Regions from separate parts of the Mus musculus genome. Here all the other regions are linked to region 1. The links are chromatin contacts, called in public HiCAR-type and promoter capture Hi-C maps. All regions are on one chromosome and are shown on one strand. Each heading gives the region's core, a stretch centred on a gene start, on an enhancer-like site or on the middle of the called end of the contact. The rest is flanking DNA. Distances are from core to core; before and after follow the strand shown. Region 1 holds the start of Fxr1 (fragile X mental retardation gene 1, autosomal homolog). Region 2 holds the start of Skil (SKI-like). Region 3 holds the start of Exosc9 (exosome component 9). Region 4 holds the start of Bbs7 (Bardet-Biedl syndrome 7 (human)). Region 5 holds the start of Ccna2 (cyclin A2). Region 6 holds the start of Anxa5 (annexin A5). Region 7 holds the start of 4932438A13Rik (RIKEN cDNA 4932438A13 gene).

Region 1 (2,700 bases), core at 88-2,587:
AAACACATGGGCAGTTTCCTAGAATCCAGGGAATTCAGGAGAATTGGGGAACAGCAACAAGCACAAGTGCTTTTTATTTTTACTTATTTATTGTTGTTTGTGATGAAAATGTTTTATACTGATCCTGGTGATAGACGCTGAACTGTACATTTTTAAAAGGGCTAATCTTGTATAAAGAAAATGTACTTTATACAAACCAGGTTGCTAGGGGCCAGGAGCTCACACCAGTAAAGCCAGCACTCTGGAGGCTAAGACAAGAGAATGGGAGGTAAATCGAAGGCCATCTTGGACTGCTTAGTGAGACTTGTCTCAGAGTAACAGGTAACCGTGGGGGAACTGAGCCTGTTAGCCCAACTGGCACCTGGAGGTGGGAGGCAGGGTGGTCAATTTGAGCTCCAAATAAAGGAAAGACAAATACATCATGCGTCGCTGAAAAGTTATGTAAAGATGCACATACAAATGAATTCTTTTAAGTACTATTTCCAAAAGCCTTGCTTTCAGAAGTTGGCATTAACTTATCAAACTAAGTATGAGTGCCACAAAGCTTCTAGAACTGGTGGCGTTTCTGGTAAAGTCACACAACACAAAACCCAATAGGTTCTTGGATCCTCTTTGCAAAACTTCCCACGTGTAACCTATCAGGGGTGGGAGGAATACACTTTCCCATTGTTTAAAATTTTTTAAAAGTAATGCCAGCACTCCGATGGCCAGAGGCAGAAGCAGTTCTGTGGGTTCAAGGCCACCCAGGGGTAGAGAACTGTGTCTCAAACAGGATCCCCCCACAAAATTAGCCTAGGTTTCCCGAGCCTTTAATAACGTATTAAGGTAACCGTGCTCGGTCGGTGACAGGTGAGTGAGCTGCCTTCGCGCGAGGCGAGGCCTGAGAACTGCGTGAGGCTCGGGGGAAGCCCCGAGTCCCGGGTTCGTCCTGGGAAAGGCTCTTCAAGGGGACGGCCCGAGGCTCCAGAGGGAAGGCTCCATGAGGGCAAACCTGAGAGTGTCGGCCGGCCATGCGCTCTGGCCGAGCCCGAGCGCCCGCCAGGCCGCGCTTCCTGACGGGAAGAGCCCGTAGGGAGCGTCGCCGGCCGCGCGGATCCTGGGGCGAGGGTGGCGCGCCGGGCGGGTCCGCCTCACTCATTGTGCGCGAGGCGGGCCGCGCGGGCGTGGGCGTGGGCGGACCGGCCTGCCGCTGGGTAGCCGCCCAAGGACCCGCGCAGAGCGGCGCCGCTAGCGGAGAGCCCGGGAGCGGGCCGGGAGCGTCCCGCCCTCCCGCCCGCCCGCCCCTCCCCCGCGACGCTCGCCCCTCCCCCCTCCTCCCCTCGCGTTGGAAAGTTTCTAGAATCTCTTCCCAGCAGCCTTTGCGGTTCCAACATGGCGGAGCTGACGGTGGAGGTTCGCGGCTCCAACGGGGCTTTCTACAAGGTACGGGCCGCGGGGCGGCCGGGGATGGGAGCTGGGCACTGGGAGCGGGGTCAAGGGGCGCCGGGGACCCCGGGGGCCGAGGAGAGGTGTCAGGTGGTGGCGGGGGAGGCAGCTGGGCCGTGCTGCTGGCCTCTGCCCTCGGCGCGGTTTAACGGTCTCGGGGCCCAGGCTCCGTTATGTTTGGAAACAAGGCGGCGGGTGCTGGCTTGCCTCCTGTCCCGGAGCGTCCTGGGTCGAGGCCTCCGGGACGCGGGCGGGCGGGCGGGCTGGAGCGGCGGGCTGTGGTGCGGGCGCGCCGCCGAGGCCTGGCGGGGTGGGGGGCGCGGACGGGCGGACTGAGGGACGGACTGAGGCGGGCAGCTCACTGCGACCCCGCGGCGGCGGCCGGGCCCGCCAGGCTCCTCTCCGCCCGCCCGCCCTCCCGCCCGCGGCATGAATGGCTGACTCCCCGGCCTACCCCGGCTTGTGCTGCCCCGGGGGCCCTGCGAACCCACGGCGCCCGCCCGCCCGCGTGGAAACCCGGACGGGCGGCGGGCCCTGGTGGCCGCGGCCTGGGGAGCGGGCGGCCCCTTCGCCCCTCGGCCCGGGAGAAATGCGAATTCCGAAGGAAGGGTTCAAAGGTGACCCGAGGCCAGGCGGCAGGTGGGAGGGACGCGTGTCTTCCCAGCCCCTGGGAAGGTGGGTTTTTTGTTTTTTGTTTTTGCTTTTTAAGTCCTCTTCCACGAGGTTCTTTTTGTTTCCTTTGAGAAGAGGCCATGCATTGCCGTGGAGGCTGGCCTCGGAGACAGAGGGAGGATTCTAGAGTGGAGGAATTTGTAAGGCGCTTGCTTCTATTGGAAAAGGGGGAGGGGGCACCAAGCAGAACACGAAGGCTGAACAGTTTTTCCATAGTAACGGCCCCTTCTCCTTATTTTTTTTTCTCCCCAAAGTGTGCGAGAATCTTAACAAATCAACACAAAACCTTCTCAGCTGTTGTCTGTCAGTCATTCTCCAAGCCAGCATCTCAGATGTTTGAGAGTCTTGGCTATTTTTATGAAGGCTCTCTTCTAGTACATGAGTATTGTATGTACTTAAAATGGTTTCTCACAGGTTTTCATTTCAATGGCTCCTTTATTCCAGAGGATTTTATTTGGTATTAACGATTTCCTAATTTTTCAGTGTTTTGCTTTTCCCTTTCTAGCTTGCTTATTAGCTGTATGGAGGTGATTTGTCACGTGGTAATAATATAGGCAGTAGCTCATTGACAAAGAATGATAAGTATACTTTTTTAAATTTTGT
Region 2 (2,816 bases), core at 14-2,513, 2.9 Mb before region 1:
GGGTGGAGAAAAGGGGATTTCTTGGTGTTTCGAAATATGACGGGCTAGCTTCACAGAGTTGAATATTCGAGCTATCCTGGATACGTTGGCTAGGAAGTCCCCTCACCCACCCCCGCCGGCGGTTCGAGGTGGCAGCCGAAAGTGGTTATCTTCCTCCACCTCTTACCGTCTCTGGAAAAATTAAAAAGAAAGAAAGAAAGAAAAAAACACACCCGAAAACACCAACCAAAGTGCTTAGTGAATCAGAATGGGTCACTTATGGAGGCTAAGAGCAGCTGGGGCAGCAAGATCTGTCCCCGCGGTGCGCAAACCGCGGACTCTGGGGCGATGGCGGCCGGGTCAGGCCACCCCAGAGCGGCCAGGCGGGGCTGCTCACCGGCAGCTGGCAGGGCGGCCGCGGCGGGAGGCCCCACGGGGGCGAGAGGCCCCGCGACGTCGGCACTGGGCGGGGGGAGGGTGGCAACACTGGGAGCGGGGAGCACGGGGGCAGGTGGTGGCGCTGCGGGGGGGGGGGCGGTGGCAGCGCGGGGGCGTCTGCGCGGCGGGCTCAGCCCGGGGGTCGCGGCGGGGAGCCACCCGCAGGCCACCTCCGGGGCGGGGCCGGGCGGCCAGCTGCGGCCGCGGGGGTTGAGGGGGGCTGCTGGCCGAGCCTGACCTCGGGCGCGGCCAGCTGCCGGGGTCGCGCACAGTGCAGCCCGCCGCGCCCTGCCCCCTCTCCCCCTTCTCACCCCCCCCGCCTCGCAGCGCGGCGGCCCGGCGGCCAGGGCGCCCCCAGGTCTGGCCCGTCGCCACACGGCGGCGGGCGTGGCGAGGGCGGCCCCAGACAGCCGGCTGAGCGACTCGAGGAAGGAAGGAGGGCGGCGGGGGTGGGGCCGAGGGAACATCCTGTCTGAGCCGGGCACCGCAGACAGCGCCGTGCGCCAGCCGCCCAGACGGCGCGCCGGGCCAGCAGCGCGGGGTACGCGCGAGGGGGGCGGGGGAGCGGGAGCACGCGCGTGCGCGGCCGAGGCGCCAGGCGCGCGCCCCGGTCGGGGCTGGGGACGCGCGCGCAGCCTGCAGTGTGCAGCCCGCCGGGAGCCACAATAGGCCAGACGGCGCGCGCGCCCGAGGGGCTGGCTGGCGCGGGGCCGCGCGGCGCCGCTGGCTTCGTTCCCTCCCCTCCCCCGCCCGCCGCCCTCGCTGTCCCCCGGGCGGCCGGAGACGGCGGCGGCGTCTGCGGGAAGCCGTGTCTCCGCAGTGACGTGGGCGGGCCGCGGGCCGGGTGACGTCAGAGGCTGTGTGTAGCGATGTGTGTGGGGTTCGGAGCGGCGCCGGCACAGCGAAGGCGGCTGGCGAGCGACGGCGACGGCGACGGCGGGCACAGGTGCGGCCGCAGGTCGCGAGGGGACGCGAGGGGCGTGCGGCCTCTGGGGGCGCTGAGGCGGCGGCGGCGGGGGTGATGGGGAGGGCACAGAGCCCGGGGGTCTGCCCGGGCGCGGAGGGCCTGAGTGGGGCGTCCGGGATGCGTGGGGGTCCCGGGCGGGGTCGCGGGCACAGGGCGCGCGGCGGGGGTCCCACGGGTGTACAGGCCTCGCGGATTCTGGGACGGGTCAGCTGGGAGGGGATGGCGGTGCACTTGACCCGAGCCGCCGGGACCCAGGAGACCTGGACCCTGGTCATCGCCGCCATCCCCCGGCCGTCTGCGCTCGGCGGGGATGCCCCGGGCTGGCCCCAGCTCTAAGCGTCCGGCGACGCGGGCTTCCGGGCTTGGCGCCTAACCTGCCCGCGCCCCTGTGGGTGCCACGGCTCAGGGTGGGTCAAGTGGGGGGAGGCGCAGCCCTGGGGCGCCTAGGTAACCCTAGAGAACTTCCCGCGGGCCGGGGGCGTGGGGTATTTCCACCGGCGGCCCCCGCAGTGGGGCGATGTGGGGAGGGCACTTAGGGTGATCCCAGTCACAGAGGTGGGGGTTGGGAGGACTCCTACTTCCTCTGCCCCCTCTCACCTCACCAGACGCCGGGAGTCCCCTGCTTCCCTGTCCTTTGGGTTGATGATGAGTGGGTGTCTCTGCGTGTGCGCAGGGCTGTGGGGGCGCCCCTGGTCTAGGTCATGCCTTCTGCCCTTTTCCTTGGCTCGCCTTGGCTGAGGTGTCCCTGTAGTGGCGAAAGTCACAGTACGGTGGCTAGGTGGCTTTCGTCCATAATTCTCTGGGTTTGTGTTAACATAAATTGCTGGGAGTTTAGAAGCAAAGCTTTTTATTTGTCGGCTTTTACTGGGTTTTCTCCAGGGAGGGAAGTGGATGAATACTCTTTTTCGCCACTCTGCCTCCATTTGCATTCTTTGTGAGGTCTGTCTGCCTTGTGCTTTTTGTCCCGGATTAGTCTTGCTCATGGATGGAGATTTCCAGGCGTGGAGTCTTACAGCTTTTGGCTTCCATTAGGCAAATTCGCTAACCTTTTAAAGGGAAAGTTTTTTTTTCTTCTTCATTCCAAAAAGATAGTATGTATGAATGTACTTGAAGTTTAGTTGCATATGGTAGGTATATTAACATGTATCTTGGGGGGTGGGGAGACCAGAAACTACAGGTTTTTTTTTTTTTTTTTTCTAACGAGAAAGGATTGTTTTTTAAAATTTAAATGGCATGCATAGTTGAGAAAGCCTCTGGTACTGAGGTTTGGTTATTCGTATTCTAAATTTGTGTACTCGTCCTTGTTTGGAGAGGCATTATTTAATGCTTCTGTTACCCACCGTCTGGACTGCTTCCTATTTAGATGAAGTTTCTTTTAGATAACTGGTGTTAGGTTGGAAGAAACCACCCAAGTGTTACCTTTGGTAAAATG
Region 3 (2,700 bases), core at 135-2,634, 2.5 Mb after region 1:
TAGAAAAACATTAACTTCTTTGTTTTCCATAATTAAACCATTATATTTACGAGAGGAAAAAAAATCCAGAAAAATAGAAGATGTATGCTCAGGATCACCTAGTGAGATGCTTGGAAGGCACTACCCTGTGCTGTCTTCTCTGGATTTGAAGCATCTGATTCAAGGAAACTTTTCTCTTTCTGTTCTGTGAACTGAGGGGGCAACGGGAAAAGCAGCTGGGGCAGCTGAGAGCGGTGATGCATACGCAGCTGTGCAGTCTGGCGGCCACGCTGAGACAATGGCAAGGCCGGGCAGCTGGACAGCCGAGGAAGCAGCAGCTGAATAGTTCAAAAGCAGCCGGGACTGGAAGAAAGGCAGCACAGAAAAGGGACAGCTGGAGAGAACAGAGAGCAAGACCAGAAACTACAGTCCTGACAACTGGAACGTTTCAGAGTTGTTAAATCTTTGGGGCCAAGGTCTCAGACCCTGGGCCAAGAGCTGTAGCATTCATTGTTGCTGCAAATCCCAAAAACTAGGTCAACCTGGAAGCTGCTAGCTAGCCATAGCCAAGAGCTGGGGGAAATCCCTATTTCCTAAACCCATGCAAGAGCTGTTACAACTTTGCAGGGTCAGGTGGATCTCTGTTAGTTCCAGTGATACACAGTGAGACTCTGTAATTAAAATAAAAAAACAATAATAAAAAAGGAGAAACAGAAGATTTGGGCACTAAAGGATCACCTACTGCTGCCTCACTCGTTGCGCAAGCTGTCAAATACCAGCTCTTGATGTGGGTGAATCAGGACACCGGCCAGCAGATGGAGGACACATGTCTGTCTGTAAAAATAAGCCTGTCGGTTTAAAATGAGATATAAGCAGTAAACGAGGTTCCAGTCAGTGACGTTACACTTCACTTGTTTTCCCGTCCTCAGGTCCCATGTGAACCACCTTTAGTCGGCTACATCCTCCCCATCCGCCCCAAGCCCTTACAAGGATTCTCCACCGATTCGCACCACCCTTCCATCTTTCTCTGACAAAAGTCAGCATCCTCAGTAGACTGTCTCTGTGGTGAAGTGCCAGGGAATCCCAATACTTAGGTCAGCCTGGAAGATGGTAGACATCCAGACCCAAGAGCTGGGGAAATCTTTGTTTCCTACCCCCAAAGCAAGAACTGTTACGACTTGTAGGGATAAGTAAGTCTCTGTTGAGTTCAGTCAGAGACAGAGTGAGATTCTGTCTCAATAAAAAACTAGGAACAGGACTGCACTGCAGATGCTAATCTCCACTGCGATGCCGGGCAGGACCAACCCGGGAAATCTTCGTTGATTTGCTACACTGCCTGTACCGGCCCCAGCGGCCCCCGATCTCTAGCCACGCCCACACCACGCCCCCGAGCCTGCGCCTGGATGACGTCGGTTTTCCGCGCCGGGAAGAAGCCGGTGTGCGGACTTGTCTCGGTGCCGTTCATCCTTTGCGTGGCCCGCCACTATGAAGGAGACGCCGCTTTCCAACTGTGAGCGCCGCTTCCTGCTCCGCGCAATTGAGGAGAAGAAGGTGCGAGGCCTGCGGTGTGAACACCGTGGCTTTGGGTGTAGACTCGGGTTGTCCGTGGATACATTGTCAGTTCGGCCTGTTGTGTGGTCGTGGTGTGGACTCGGGGGCTGCCCAGTGTGGACTCTCCCCATTCCCCAAGCCTCAGGGCAGTATTTGACCCTGACCAGTTCCTTTGAACCTTAAGCCAGCAGTATTCAGTGGCAGGGACGTTGGGAACCAGGACCACACAGACACAGTTGCCACTCATAAATATGTTAAAGCAGTAAATGGTGTTTGCTTACAGCGCCTGGACGGCAGACAGACCTATGATTACAGGAACATCAGGATCTCATTCGGAACGGATTATGGATGCTGTATTGTGGAACTGGGAAAAACAAGGTAACAGGATTCAAGTTAGATAATGCAACAGGAGGTGTGAAAATCACAACATACTGACTCGGTTGTTTACTGAGCAGCTCCGAATTCCAAACGTGCTATTCTTATTCTTATTCTTATTATTATCATTATTCTGATGAGAAATATGTTTCTTTAATGCCAGCCTTTTTTAGTTTTGTGCGCAGTTTAACTTTCAACCATTAGTGCTTTCTGTTATATGAGTATCATAGTTCCGTATGACCATTATAAATCATGTAGACAGCTAACATTGATCACACAGGTTATCTGCATGTCTCATTTTCTAGTGTGAGGAGTGTATCGATCATGTCATCAGTAAGCCTCAGTTTCCCTTTTATTCTCAAATGATGTAAGAAATAAGAGATTTCCTTTCTGTCATCCTTTTGTGTATACCAATATTTTTTATTTCTGCGTGAAATCTACTTACCCTTAAAAAAAAAAACCTTTATTATTGTGTATGTGCATTATTGTGTGTGTGTAGGCAGGTTGCTGGGTCCAGTTTACCACATTCTATATGTAATTTCTGCCTCTTATGTCACATTGTGTTGTTTAGGTTTTTGTTGTTGTTGTTGTTATTTTAGATTTCGTCACCCTTTTTTTTTTTTTTTTAATTGAAAAGAAAGTACGTTTAGTTGACTGCTTTGCACCTTTATTTTTGCAGAGTCCTTGGACAGGTTTCCTGTGAACTTGTTTCTCCGAAACTCAATAGGGCAACGGAAGGTATCCTCTTTTTTAACCTTGAGCTTTCTCAGATGGCTGCTCCAGCTTTTGAGCCTG
Region 4 (2,700 bases), core at 172-2,671, 2.6 Mb after region 1:
CTTTGAGAGGCAGGAGAAGGCGGAGAAGGCAGCATCTACAGCACCTTTTGTGTAGCCCTTTGTCTTGAGGTAGGAAGCAACTTCATAGTTTTCTGAGAGGTCACTCCGACCTAAGGAAACAGAACAGCCAGCTAGTTGCTTTCTACATGCTGTAATTTGAACATCCGAAAGTGGATGCTTTCGGACATGCTGTAATTTGAAGTTCTTACATTGATAATTTAAGAAGAACAGACCACATCATGGGAGTTTTAGTTTTTTTCAGTTTTAGGTTTTTTTTTTTCTCACTGAAATGTATATTCTTATCAGTTAACTTTCATTTTGATGAAATATGTCAGAGAAGGTCGGAATACAGGAAACAATCCAAAACGTTTAAAATATATATATAATCGTGTAACATTACTGGCAAGGAGCTTCAGAAAATATCTTCAGAAGCCCTTCCTATTAGTGATGGGAAATAGGGGACTTCCGCTGAAATAACATACCTGCTGACATCCTAAGATTCCAGTGAAACTGACCATGACTATTTACAAAAGGCACAGCGAGGAAAAACAGCATGACTTGTTCATCAAAGGTGACTGTCACCAGAACTTAAAAACAACCAATCATGAGAAAACCTGCTTGGTGCATGTATAACTATTCTGAATTTTTAGGCACGCTGCTACAGTTTTAAGCAATCCATTTAGTTTAACATTGTCAAGTGCTTTGAACCATAGCTTGGGGAAGTTGGACTTGGAGATTGTAGGTCCTATCCATCCAAGCTAAAGATGAGAACCCAAACTGGGAATCACAGAGATGGTGACTAATTGGACAGATCCAAGAGATATTGTCAGGGTGTAGCTTCCATAAAATACTAAAGAGAACTATCTGGCCCAACGCCCTGGGGAACTAAGTGGATGTTTATACCACGAAGAACTTCTTAAGAGATGGGTAGGAGGGATAAGAAGCCATGCACCACAGGGATGCCCGCTCTGGAGTCCGGCGCTTTGATTCAAACAGCAACTGCATGATTTGTTACTACGGGGCCAAGTATTTACCTTCTCTGGGCTCCTAATTCTTCATTTGCACTAACTACCTTAGTGGCAAATTTTTGTGATGATTTAGTCAGTTCATTAGGGCTGTGATGGTTCATTGAAATCTGGCTGGTGTGGTCAGGCCCAGTGGGAGTGACAGGGCGGTCGAGACCACTGGGAGCGGCTGGGACACCCCCAGGACCCGGGCCTGGAGGGACCGGGGCTTCCCCAGGCCCGCGTCCACCCACGAGGGCGCCCGCCAATCGGTTTACCTGGAGGTAGTCTGCCCGGCTTAACGTCAGATCCATGGCGGCCGCACGGAGAGGCGGGACCCGCTGTGGAAGCCTTCCCTCGGAGAGCCCACCACTAGACTGACGAGCCGGCCTGCGTCAGGGCAGCGGCGCCCAGCAACGCGGGCTCGACACGTGACCCATCTTAGCTCACTGTGAAGCCCCGCCCTCTCCCGGGGAGCTGCACCAGGAAAGGGGGGCGGAGGGAACGGTCCTCAGACGCTGGCCGGTTTCCAAGGCAACCGGGGCGCATTCTCTGCCTCCCAGCTCTGGGCCGCTGGGCCAGCGATCTGCTTGGAGCTTCGCTGGAGCTTCGCTCATGCATGTTCCTTCAGCTCTGAATGAAACTCTGGAGAAGCGAATATTTTGTGCCTTGTTCTACTCCTGGTTCTTCATTTTAGGCTTTGTCATACAAATTTTCCCCTCAAATATTTATTTTTGTTTTGTGTGTATATGAATAGTGCCTGATGTATTAATGTGCATCACATGCGTGTTGCCTTCTAAGGAGGCCAGGGCCTTGGGACTCCCATGTGTTTGTTAAGAAACCTAATCTTGGGTCCTGTGCAAGAGCAGCAAGTGCTCTTAAAAACACTGAGCCACCTTCCAGCCTGGCACGCAAATTCTAAAACAACAACCCCCCATAAACTGTATTTATGTAGTGTGTGTGTGTGTGTGTGTGTGTGTGTGTGTGTGTGTGTGTGTGTGTGTGTGTGTTTTGGAGGTCATGTCGAAGTCTGAGTACAACTTTCAGGAGTCATTCTTTCCACCCTGAGGATCGTTGGGCTTGGTGGCAACCTGCCCATTACCTGCTGAGCCATCTTGCCAATCCTCTTCCTCCCATTCTATAACTACACTCCCCTCCCCCAGGGCCACAGTACAAGACTCTGAGTCAAACAAATCAAATCGAAACATAATAATAATACCTAAGAAATGAGTTTGAAACAATAGAATAAGCGGAGAAACTAGACAGTAACGACACAGAAAATCTGAGTAAACTCGGGAGGCAGAGGCAGGCGGATTTCTGAGTTCGAGGCCAGTCTGGTCTACAAAGTGAGTTCCAGGACAGTCAGGGCTACACAGAGAAACCCTGTCTCGAAAAACCAAAACCAAAACCAAACCAAACAAACAAACAAAAAAACCAATAGCAAGTAATGAGAAGTCACCTTAAAAAGAAAGTTCAGGACAGGCGACTTCAAACAAAAGCACCAATTCTTCCCAAACTATTTCCTAAAATTGAAAGGATGGGGCTTTTTCAAACTCTTGTAGGCCAGCATTTCCTCATACCAAACCAAAACAGGACACAAGAGAAACACACACACACACACACACACACACACACACACACACACACACACACACCCATGCACACACCCCCATGCACATCTCACACACAGTCTCTT
Region 5 (2,718 bases), core at 148-2,647, 2.6 Mb after region 1:
TCGAGTCTTGAGCTTCTGCTGCGGCGCGGGTCCACGCACGTTCCCGGCCTTCAGCACCGCCTGCGCCCGCGGCTGCTGGGCTGGCGCCAGTTTTTCGGGGTTGACATTCTCTTGGTCTTCCTGATGCAGCGAGAGCAGGGCTGAGCCCGCATCGCGACCCGAATGCCTCGAGGTGCCCGGCATCGCGGCTCCGGTCCGGTTCTGTCGGCGGCAGAGCGTGCACAGCGCCCGCCGCTCCGGAGCAGCGCGGGACCCTGGCGGCCGACCCGCGGAGCAGAGGCTGCAGGCGGGAGGAGCGTAGAGCCCAGGAGCCGCGAGCTGCGCGCCGCCCGCCGGCTGCTGGTCTTGTAGTTCAAGTAGCCCGCGACTATTGAAATAAACCAATGAGGGCGTCCGGAGTCCGTGACGTCACCAGAAGCGCCGGTCGCCGCGAGCGAAGGCCCGACGGGAATCTTACAGGGCGGGAGCCTGAGGACGCGCCTGCGCAGAGGAGGGCGGGGCGGGCGGCCGCTTTCGGCCGATCTCTGCTGCTCAGTGGATCTGTAGCCTCATAGGATCCTGCCGGAGCCGCTGGGCGGTCCAGACAAGCCCTCGGGGCCTCGAGGTGTCGGCCTTCGCCTCAGCTAAGGGGTGAAGCGCCTTCTCCTGGTCGCTGGGTGGCGCCTAGGCAGGAGCGTATGGATCTGAATGACAAACTGCCCCGTCCTGGGTACACTACTCCTTTCTCTTTCTCTGTGATGCTGCCATACAACATAGGGAAACGCTGGAACTTTTACTGTTTACTATTGTTTCACCTCTCCTGTATATCATTTGTTTGTTGTTTGATTTTGAGGCAGGGTCTCATAATGCTGTCCCAATTGTCCTGTGACTCACTGATATCCGTTATCAGAGCTCACTGATCTGGGATTAAAGGCGTGTCTCTATGCCCCGCATTCCAGTAAACTACCCCACCCCCACCCCCAATTAAAGATGGGTTAATTTAAAATGCCAACATGAGCTATTGTTGATAACAAGTGGTGTACTACAAGAAATTCAGCTGTCCATTAATTTTGCTAATCCTTGGTTGTGACATCAGACCATGAAGTTCCACTGACCCAAATAGATATTACATTTAGAAATGAAGTGCATTGTGGTACATACCTTTAATCCCAGAGTTTCAGATCTCTGAATTCAAGTTAGTCCAAGTCAGCTATGTAGTGAGATGATGTCTCAAAAGTAGAAAAAAAGTGTTCATAAGAAAACCGGGCAGCCAGGAGGCGATGGCCAAGCCTTTTCCGGGCATCTCAGGAGGCAGAGGCAGGTGGATCTCTTGAGTGCAAGGCCAGCCTGGACTGCAGAGTTAGTTCCAGGTCAGCTACACAAAGAAATCCTGTCTTGAGAAACCCTGTCTCGAAAAACAAAACAAAACAAAAACCACAAAAAAAAAAAAAAAAACCAACCCAAACACACACACACAGAGAAATATATACAAAACCTAAATAAATATATAAAGACACAAGTATATTACCTTAAATGTTCACATTTAATAGTTAAGAATCATACATAAAATATAATAAAATGTAATCATTGTTTTCATAACTACCCTTTGAAAACAAAAGACAGCTTATTTGCTCTTATTTAATAGTATTCTAAAACTTTCAATGCAATATTCCCCTGAAATGAATGACTAAAAGATCTTCTTTTCCCCTCAAGTACACAATAAAAAGGACTTTCATGGGTACTCGTAGGGGGATGCTTAGAGGCCGTCACTCTTCTGATTACATGTGGGACGTCCATCTGAGGTGCCTCGGGTCTGATCAGGCTCTGCTTGCTTCTTCGGCTGTCCTGTTGGCCTACCTTGTTTATCTTTCATGCTGCATCGAAGAAAGAAATCAGTGTGTTCTGGTCGTAGCTGTCGAGAATCTCCAGGAGCATGGGTACTTTGGTTTTTACATTAGTGCCTTTGAACTTAAATTTATCTATAAAAAGATCAGTAATCATACCTACGAAGAAAAATATTATTTCTTGTTATTGATTAGTTCTTTTAACAATGCATGTGGCATTCTCTCACCACCTGAGACTCCATTATTCAACACATACAAGCCTGGAAGAGGTTGGTGTTTTTAAAAACAGATGTGTATGTGGAGAAGGTTTGAAGCAACTTTCAAGACATAAATATTTGATAACCTTCTAACAATGGGTTGCAACTGCTGACCTAGACAAGCCACTGGTCGCGATTCTGAATCTGTGTCGGTGCACCCTGCATCCCAGCGACTGACTGCTGCTGCATCAGGAAGAACGTCTGAACTGAAGCACTTCACCCATGGGCTTACTGGGTGCAGAGGTCTGGGAAATTACTGCACCTTTGAGTTTTCAAGATGTAACACAGAGACAACTCAAGTTGTCTATTATTTATACAAGACCCTTGAAAAAAAGTATATTTTAGGAAGAGAAAAAGAATATACCATTGATACTTTTTATATTGGTCCAATGAGACTGAGTGCTGATATCTGCTAACAAAATGGCAATGCTTTTACAATAAACAGGTGAATACTTGCACTCAGTGGGATTTAAAAAAAAAATAGAAAAAGCTTCGTGTCAGTTTAAATCAGGTTTTATCATGAAGTCAATCAGATTAAGACAATTTGCTGGTAAATGATTTACAAAGGTAAACTTTGGTTTTCAAAGCTGCTTCCTAGATTTTGGAATCACAGATGAGAGACGGTAGATCTGCAACAC
Region 6 (2,700 bases), core at 163-2,662, 2.5 Mb after region 1:
TCAGGATGAAAGCTTTGTTGTTTTGTTTGTTGAGGCCGCCTGTTAAAGCCAAGGCCCTTGATGACCAAAGATGATCTTTCACTCCTGATCCTCCTGCCTCTACCTCCCAAGATGTGGGATTCCAGGTATAACCACTTTGCCTCAGGGCGGAATATTTTAGGTATGATAACTTCTTCACATGACCAGCTTTGAAAAATTACTACATACGCTGGGCGGTGGTGGTGAAGGCTTTTAGTTCTAGCCCTCAGCAGAGGCAGTCTGTGAGTTCGAGGCCAGCCAAGGCAACACAGAGGAACCCTAGCTTGGAAAACAAAACAAAACAAAACAAAAATCAACTTTTCTTTGCTACAGTCTTGAAAAATACTAAGAGATCTCCTAAAACAATGACAACAACAAAAACCTATTCGGAAGTCAACTTCTGAAAGAATCCCAAGGCAAATTCAATTCAGAACTCGTTTTGCCAGTTCATTACTTTGGAAACCCAGCTTTTTGGTTCACTGCCTTTAGCAGAAAAAGAGAAAGAAAAGGCACAGTCGGTTCCTGTTAAATAAGTTGCGCCTTGCGCTGGAAAAAGCTCCCCTGAAGCACCATGGAGATTGCCCACGCACACCCAGTATTCAAACACAGGAAACTGCGGGAAAAATAAAAAAATAGGGGAAGCCAAAGGGCGTTCTCCTCACATGACCAAGAGAACTGTTCCTGCTCCGGATCTAATTTTGGCAACTCTGGATTTGGGGCGGCCTGATTCACATGCACCGGGGAGAAACACCGGCTGGTTCCGGACACTCCGGGGCGAGGGAGAAAACAGGAGAGCGCACACGGAGGGGGACACCCAAGAGGTCACAGAGAGGACACAGAGCGGGACACAGATGGGAAAGGCGAAAACCAAGAGACTGCGAAGGCAGCTGCCTTCAGAGAGGGTCCCGATCGCCCTGGTCGCGGTCACACGGCTTACCATGATGCTGTCGGTCAGGAGTGGACTGGAGCTGCAGGGAGAGGGGAAAAGAGAGACAGGGTCACTGGAGCTCTGGTCCCCTGACCCCAAAAGGGCCCTGAGCCCTTGGTGGAGGAGTCGCTCCCGGGACTACGGCCACTTACCAGGCAGTAGAGCGCAGGCTGCGGGTGAGAGCAGGACCGATGCACACGCCAAAGGACAAGGCAGTACTCTTCACAACTCCGTGCAACGGAAACGCCCTGGGCAGCCCAGCCTAGCCCGACCTGGCCCCGCCACGCCACGCCCCTGCCAAGATCACACACCCACCAGGGTCCCGCCCCCAGAGACGCTGCACTATAAGCCCCGCCTTGTCCCAGGCAGCTGCCACATCCCTGGATACGGTACTTTCCTCAGACAAGGCCACCCCCCTACCATGGCCACCTCCCTAATTAGGTCCCAGCCCGGGCCGCGCCCCCATCAGGACACGCCCTGCCACGTCCTAGCCTCTATGCTCCTGCGCCTGCGTGGGGCTTTTCGCTCACTCTTCGCTACGCTGGAGGCGCTGCAGGCCCAGGGGTCTGGGTGTGTCTAGAGAGTTAGGGACTGTCACAGCGGCACCTCACAGCGTCTTGCACCGCACTCTAAGCATGGGACAGTGAGGACCTTTTCCAGACTGCTTTCCAAGTGTTTCGTGCTAGTGTTTGCCTCTGGATGTCCGTGTAGCTGATGGGCAGCTCTTTTAAGAGCTGTACCTGGCAGTGTCAAAGCCTCAGAGCGGAAATGGTTTCACTTCCAAACTCAGCCTGTAACTTCAAAGACCCCAGGTGCAAGGTGACTAAGATGGAGCTTCCCCGCCCCCCCCCCGCCCGCCCCCAGGCCTAAAGACGCTGCAAAAGGATCGCGGATGTTCTAGAAGGATCAAAATCAGGTTTTTGAGCAAGAAGAAGCTAACCGAGGGTGGGGGTTGGGGGAGCCTTGCCACATGCTGAGTCTGGCCCTGATAGGTAGACTGATGGTTTTCTGGAAAAGCAGACAAAACTGCCGCTGAGGAGGGGAAGCCTGCCATTTTCCCTTGTGTACCCTTGTCCTATTGCTTTTCCTGTTCATGCGCCCCCTTCTCTGGGGACCTAGCCGCTCCCACAGCCTTAGACATTCCAGCACCTCTCCCAGGGAATTGTAATTTCTAGACTACTTTGGTTTTTGTTTTGTTTTGTTTTGTTTGCCTACACTAAGGGATCCTCTCACTTGACCCTTCAAGTACGGTTATGACTTCGATGCAACCATTTCCCTGCCTCCTCGCCCCCGCATTCCTTTAAGGCCCACCTATCTCTCAGTCGCTCACACTTATCTACTTTCTTTCTACTAGCATCTCCTTCAGTCTTTGACCTAAGTATTTTTTTTTCTTACATCTACTCAACTCCGTGTCCTCCTTCTCTGGAGTTAAGACCGCAGAAGCCTGTTTAACAGTGCTGTGGAAAACTGCCTTACGGCTGGCAGTGACTAGTGATCCGCCCTGCAGCCAAGGAGTAACATAAATTATTAGACCCAGACCTTTGATCTTCCCCAGCAAATGTTGCCTTTACATCCTATTACAATTAGCTTATTCACCTGGACCCCAGTCTGGAGGAGCAAGCTGACTTTCCGTGTTGAAAGGCAGAGCTCATGCATGAGAGGGCAGAGGAACACTATTTCCCAAGAAGGCTTTTCAGAAGCCTTTCCTACTAGAGGGAAGGAAGCCTGACTGAATGCTATTGAGTGTTCTGAGC
Region 7 (2,700 bases), core at 25-2,524, 2.8 Mb after region 1:
ATGTCCAGCTAGAGAAGTTCACATTGTATTTGCTGGAGGCAGTTTTTTTTTCTTTTTCTTTTTCTGACACCATCTGCATTTTTCACATGCTGGTGAAAAGTCAAAGTAGGGGGAAGGTTCAAGAGCCAGGAAGTGTTGCTATGTAAATTTCCTGAGCCACCCTGAACTCTTTGCTTAATCATCTTCCCAGGGTTAGAGGCCCTTGGAATAGAAAAGCTCTACGATGAATAACTCATCTTGAAGATGTCATCTCTTTTACACCTGTAGCTCAGGGTGGCTCTTCCTCAGGGGATAAGAAGAAAGGAGACAAGTAAGTGTTCAGATTCTCCAATTCCTCACTCACTGTAGAGGAAGTCTGCTGTGAATTATACTTCTCTTCTTGCTATCCTAAGATCTTCTTATCTCTGGAGCAATTTAGTTTCAGTTTTGTTTTGTTTTGGGGAAACTGAATCATATCTCAGTCACTTCTAGTTCAAAGAACTCTTGCTAAGACTTTATTTATTTATTTATTATATCTGGCTTCACATCTGTTTAAAAGTGGATGCTCCCACCCCCAAGTGGAAATGTTGAGTGACCTGAACTCTTAGAACCAGAGGCTTAGATATTGACAGGTAGTGTAGAGAATGTACTGGAAGCTGTGGCGCTGGGGCTCAAATCCTAGATCTCTAAACTGACAAAGTACTTCAACTTCCTGAGCCTTAGGTTTTAATTTGTGAAAAATTAAAATATTTGGTTAATTTCCTAGGTCAGTGTTTCATACATCAAATGCATCTTCTGTGAGATGCATGCCATAGCTAGCAGACTCTCCTTTTTCTGGCTTCCTTTTCCTACGTTGATTATACTGTCTACATTATCAGGACGATGTTTACAACCCCCACGCCACAATTGGAATCTGGAACAAGGTAGTTTTCAAATCAGTAGTGACCTGTGTCTCTCAGACTAGGCTACGCCCTGTGGACATGGCCCCGCCCCTCTGCTCAGGCCTGTTCTCTTGTAAAAACAGGATTCGCCTCTAGGCACAGGTTCCAACTTTAGTCTTTAGTTTGGTCCTGAAGCTCAGGCTTTGCCCCATTGACCTAGATCTCATCCCTAGGGCCTAAGCCCTGTCCTCTGCCCCGGCCTTCCAAGGCCCCGCCTCCGCCCCGGCCCGCCCCGCCCCGGCCCCGCCCCCGGCCCAAGCGGCGCTTCTCCGTTCGGGCCTGGTGCCAGTGAGGGGCGGGGCTAACTCGGTTCTTGGGCGGGGCCAGAGTGGCGTACACGGAGGCGCTGGCGCCTTGACGTGATACGCTGCCAGTTGACGCAGCTGCGGTGCCGCTGGCCTCCACTCCTGCCTCGGCTCTACTCCTCCGCCCCATGGGTGTCCGAGGCGGCGGGCCGAGCTGGACGTGCTACAGGCTGAGGGTGTAAGCATCAGCGGAGGTCCCGACTCGGGGCTGTTGTGCTGTCAAGTGAGAGGAGCTCGAGAGGCTGCGCGCGGTGAGGGCTGGGAGGTGGCGAGGTGGGCAGCGCCTTTCCGGGTGAGTCTGGAAGGTTTGCGGGGTCGCGGCTGTGGCGCGGGCCTGGGGGTCGGAGGTCGGAGGTCGGAGGTTAAGGTGGAGGCCTAGCAGGCCCTGACAGCCGGGTGCTGGGGTTGCGGGCGGGGGGGGCGGGCGCGCGGACCTGGCGGGGTGGGCAGGGCCGAGCGCCCCGGGTTGGCTCGGCCCTCGTCTGGTAGGGCATACCTGAGTGGACACCTCTCCTGCCAGAGGAAGGTCCACAAGGGTTATCTTCCATCCGGGGAATATTAGATTTCTTCCTTCCTCGCCCCATCGGTTGTGGTGTTGACAGTGGGATGTCCGGTAAAGGGGACGAATTCTTGTAAATTTCCTCTGAGCAGTCATGGGTTCTGGAACGGAGAAAGTAGGTTTCAGGTGGTTTCGCGTTGCTGCTTTCATCCCGTGCATGACAACGAAGCAGATTTAATCTGACAAGTATAAAAGTGGATGAGTTAGTCAGAATATTTGACTTAGCAATGACTGCTATGTGCTATTTTAATATGCGCTCATACAGTTTGTAACAAAAAGGTGAAGCCTTTCCCCACTTTGTAGCTGAGAACCTTGGAACAGAACTGTTTCAAACCTGACTTTCTCACTTTATGGCCCCTCAGTTAGCATGCCACCCCCCCCCCATTACTCAAATGCCTTAAAAGTTTGCAAGGCAAGTGCCCTGTGATAAAATGTGCCAGGTGCCCAGAGTAGAGAGGAAATGAAGGCACAGTTCTTTCCAGCAGACTCGGTGTCAGTAGAAACATTCTTTCAAGGCTGCACTTTTAAGTGTGCCTCGCAGGTAGAACGTCACCATTAGCATCCTGACTCCTACCTCGTGGACTCCTATGTTTCTTTTACATATAAAGTGGTTCTTAAATTATTTTAGTCTTATTTGAGGTGTAGGAATGTAACATTGGACCAAATACTGAAGAGTTTCCTGGTGTGTTTAAATAATTTAGTTTGAAACGGTTGCTCTACCAACAAAGTTAGGATACCTTTTCTAATTGATTGATATGCTGGTCTTTTCAGACTTGTTAAGATGAAGCGCTGCAGAAGGACCTTCAGAAGAGGAAAGATAAACAACATTGAAGATTAAAAAACTAAACAAAATAAAACAAGAAATCTTGTGTAAGTATTTCTGCCTAAGATTTAAAAAAAATCTAATTTCTTATTA

What was found. Promoter capture Hi-C pulls out the DNA fragments that hold promoters and counts their contacts. HiCAR-type assays count read pairs that join an accessible place to other places. Capture Hi-C pulls out chosen DNA fragments and counts their contacts.
Region 2: a contact with region 1 is called in a promoter capture Hi-C map of pre-B cells, with 6 times the contacts expected there. The contact joins the promoter of Skil here to the promoter of Fxr1 in region 1. A contact is called at or near these places in 5 of 39 promoter capture datasets (hematopoietic stem and progenitor cells, hippocampal neurons, liver and 1 more), 1 of 484 Hi-C or Micro-C datasets (CD4 T cells), 1 of 115 datasets of contacts at active chromatin or transcription factors (thymic regulatory T cells) and 1 of 9 other capture datasets (liver).
Region 3: a promoter capture Hi-C map of liver shows a contact between it and region 1, with 8 times the contacts expected there. The contact joins the promoter of Exosc9 here to the promoter of Fxr1 in region 1. A contact is called at or near these places in 8 of 39 promoter capture datasets (the C10 cell line, the HPC-7 cell line, hematopoietic stem and progenitor cells and 4 more), 1 of 484 Hi-C or Micro-C datasets (CD4 T cells), 1 of 115 datasets of contacts at active chromatin or transcription factors (double positive thymocytes) and 2 of 9 other capture datasets (adipose tissue and liver).
Region 4: a HiCAR-type map of astrocytes shows a contact between it and region 1, with 4 times the contacts expected there. The contact joins the promoter of Bbs7 here to the promoter of Fxr1 in region 1. A contact is called at or near these places in 2 of 39 promoter capture datasets (hippocampal neurons and liver) and 1 of 115 datasets of contacts at active chromatin or transcription factors (astrocytes).
Region 5: a promoter capture Hi-C map of liver shows a contact between it and region 1, with 8 times the contacts expected there. The contact joins the promoter of Ccna2 here to the promoter of Fxr1 in region 1. A contact is called at or near these places in 8 of 39 promoter capture datasets (the C10 cell line, the HPC-7 cell line, hematopoietic stem and progenitor cells and 4 more), 1 of 484 Hi-C or Micro-C datasets (CD8 T cells), 1 of 115 datasets of contacts at active chromatin or transcription factors (pro-B cells) and 1 of 9 other capture datasets (liver).
Region 6: a promoter capture Hi-C map of pre-B cells shows a contact between it and region 1, with 9 times the contacts expected there. The contact joins the promoter of Anxa5 here to the promoter of Fxr1 in region 1. A contact is called at or near these places in 4 of 39 promoter capture datasets (liver, neutrophils and pre-B cells), 1 of 484 Hi-C or Micro-C datasets (CD4 T cells), 4 of 115 datasets of contacts at active chromatin or transcription factors (astrocytes, bone marrow-derived dendritic cells, regulatory T cell precursor and 1 more) and 2 of 9 other capture datasets (adipose tissue and liver).
Region 7: a promoter capture Hi-C map of liver shows a contact between it and region 1, with 3 times the contacts expected there. The contact joins the promoter of 4932438A13Rik here to the promoter of Fxr1 in region 1. A contact is called at or near these places in 4 of 39 promoter capture datasets (hippocampal neurons, liver and pre-B cells), 1 of 115 datasets of contacts at active chromatin or transcription factors (astrocytes) and 1 of 9 other capture datasets (adipose tissue).

What each region holds. Positions count from the first base shown.
Region 1 is chr3:34,018,742-34,021,441 of GRCm38.p6, forward strand. It overlaps Fxr1 (fragile X mental retardation gene 1, autosomal homolog), which reads left to right and starts at 1,338. Exons shown (of 17, transcript NM_001113188.1): 1 at 1,338-1,422. The coding sequence starts at 1,372.
Region 2 is chr3:31,093,795-31,096,610 of GRCm38.p6, forward strand. It overlaps Skil (SKI-like), which reads left to right and starts at 1,264. Exons shown (of 7, transcript NM_001039090.2): 1 at 1,264-1,363.
Region 3 is chr3:36,551,222-36,553,921 of GRCm38.p6, forward strand. It overlaps Exosc9 (exosome component 9), which reads left to right and starts at 1,385. Exons shown (of 12, transcript NM_019393.2): 1 at 1,385-1,530; 2 at 1,814-1,908; 3 at 2,585-2,700. The coding sequence starts at 1,465.
Region 4 is chr3:36,611,968-36,614,667 of GRCm38.p6, forward strand. Bbs7 (Bardet-Biedl syndrome 7 (human)) reads right to left here and starts at 1,422. Exons shown (of 19, transcript NM_027810.3): 1 at 1,283-1,422; 2 at 45-110. The coding sequence starts at 1,318.
Region 5 is chr3:36,571,641-36,574,358 of GRCm38.p6, forward strand. Ccna2 (cyclin A2) reads right to left here and starts at 1,398. Exons shown (of 9, transcript NM_009828.3): 1 at 1,141-1,398; 2 at 1-663. The coding sequence starts at 183. It overlaps Bbs7 (Bardet-Biedl syndrome 7 (human)), which reads right to left. Exons shown (of 19, transcript NM_027810.3): 19 at 1,503-1,982. The coding sequence ends at 1,849.
Region 6 is chr3:36,474,475-36,477,174 of GRCm38.p6, forward strand. Anxa5 (annexin A5) reads right to left here and starts at 1,413. Exons shown (of 13, transcript NM_009673.2): 1 at 1,099-1,413; 2 at 956-986. The coding sequence starts at 958. It overlaps 1810062G17Rik (RIKEN cDNA 1810062G17 gene), which reads left to right and starts at 1,463. Exons shown (of 3, transcript NM_028183.1): 1 at 1,463-1,765. The coding sequence starts at 1,661. Mir7009 (microRNA 7009) reads right to left here and starts at 1,050; the gene lies at 987-1,050.
Region 7 is chr3:36,861,832-36,864,531 of GRCm38.p6, forward strand. 4932438A13Rik (RIKEN cDNA 4932438A13 gene) reads left to right here and starts at 1,275. Exons shown (of 86, transcript NM_172679.2): 1 at 1,275-1,517; 2 at 2,556-2,654.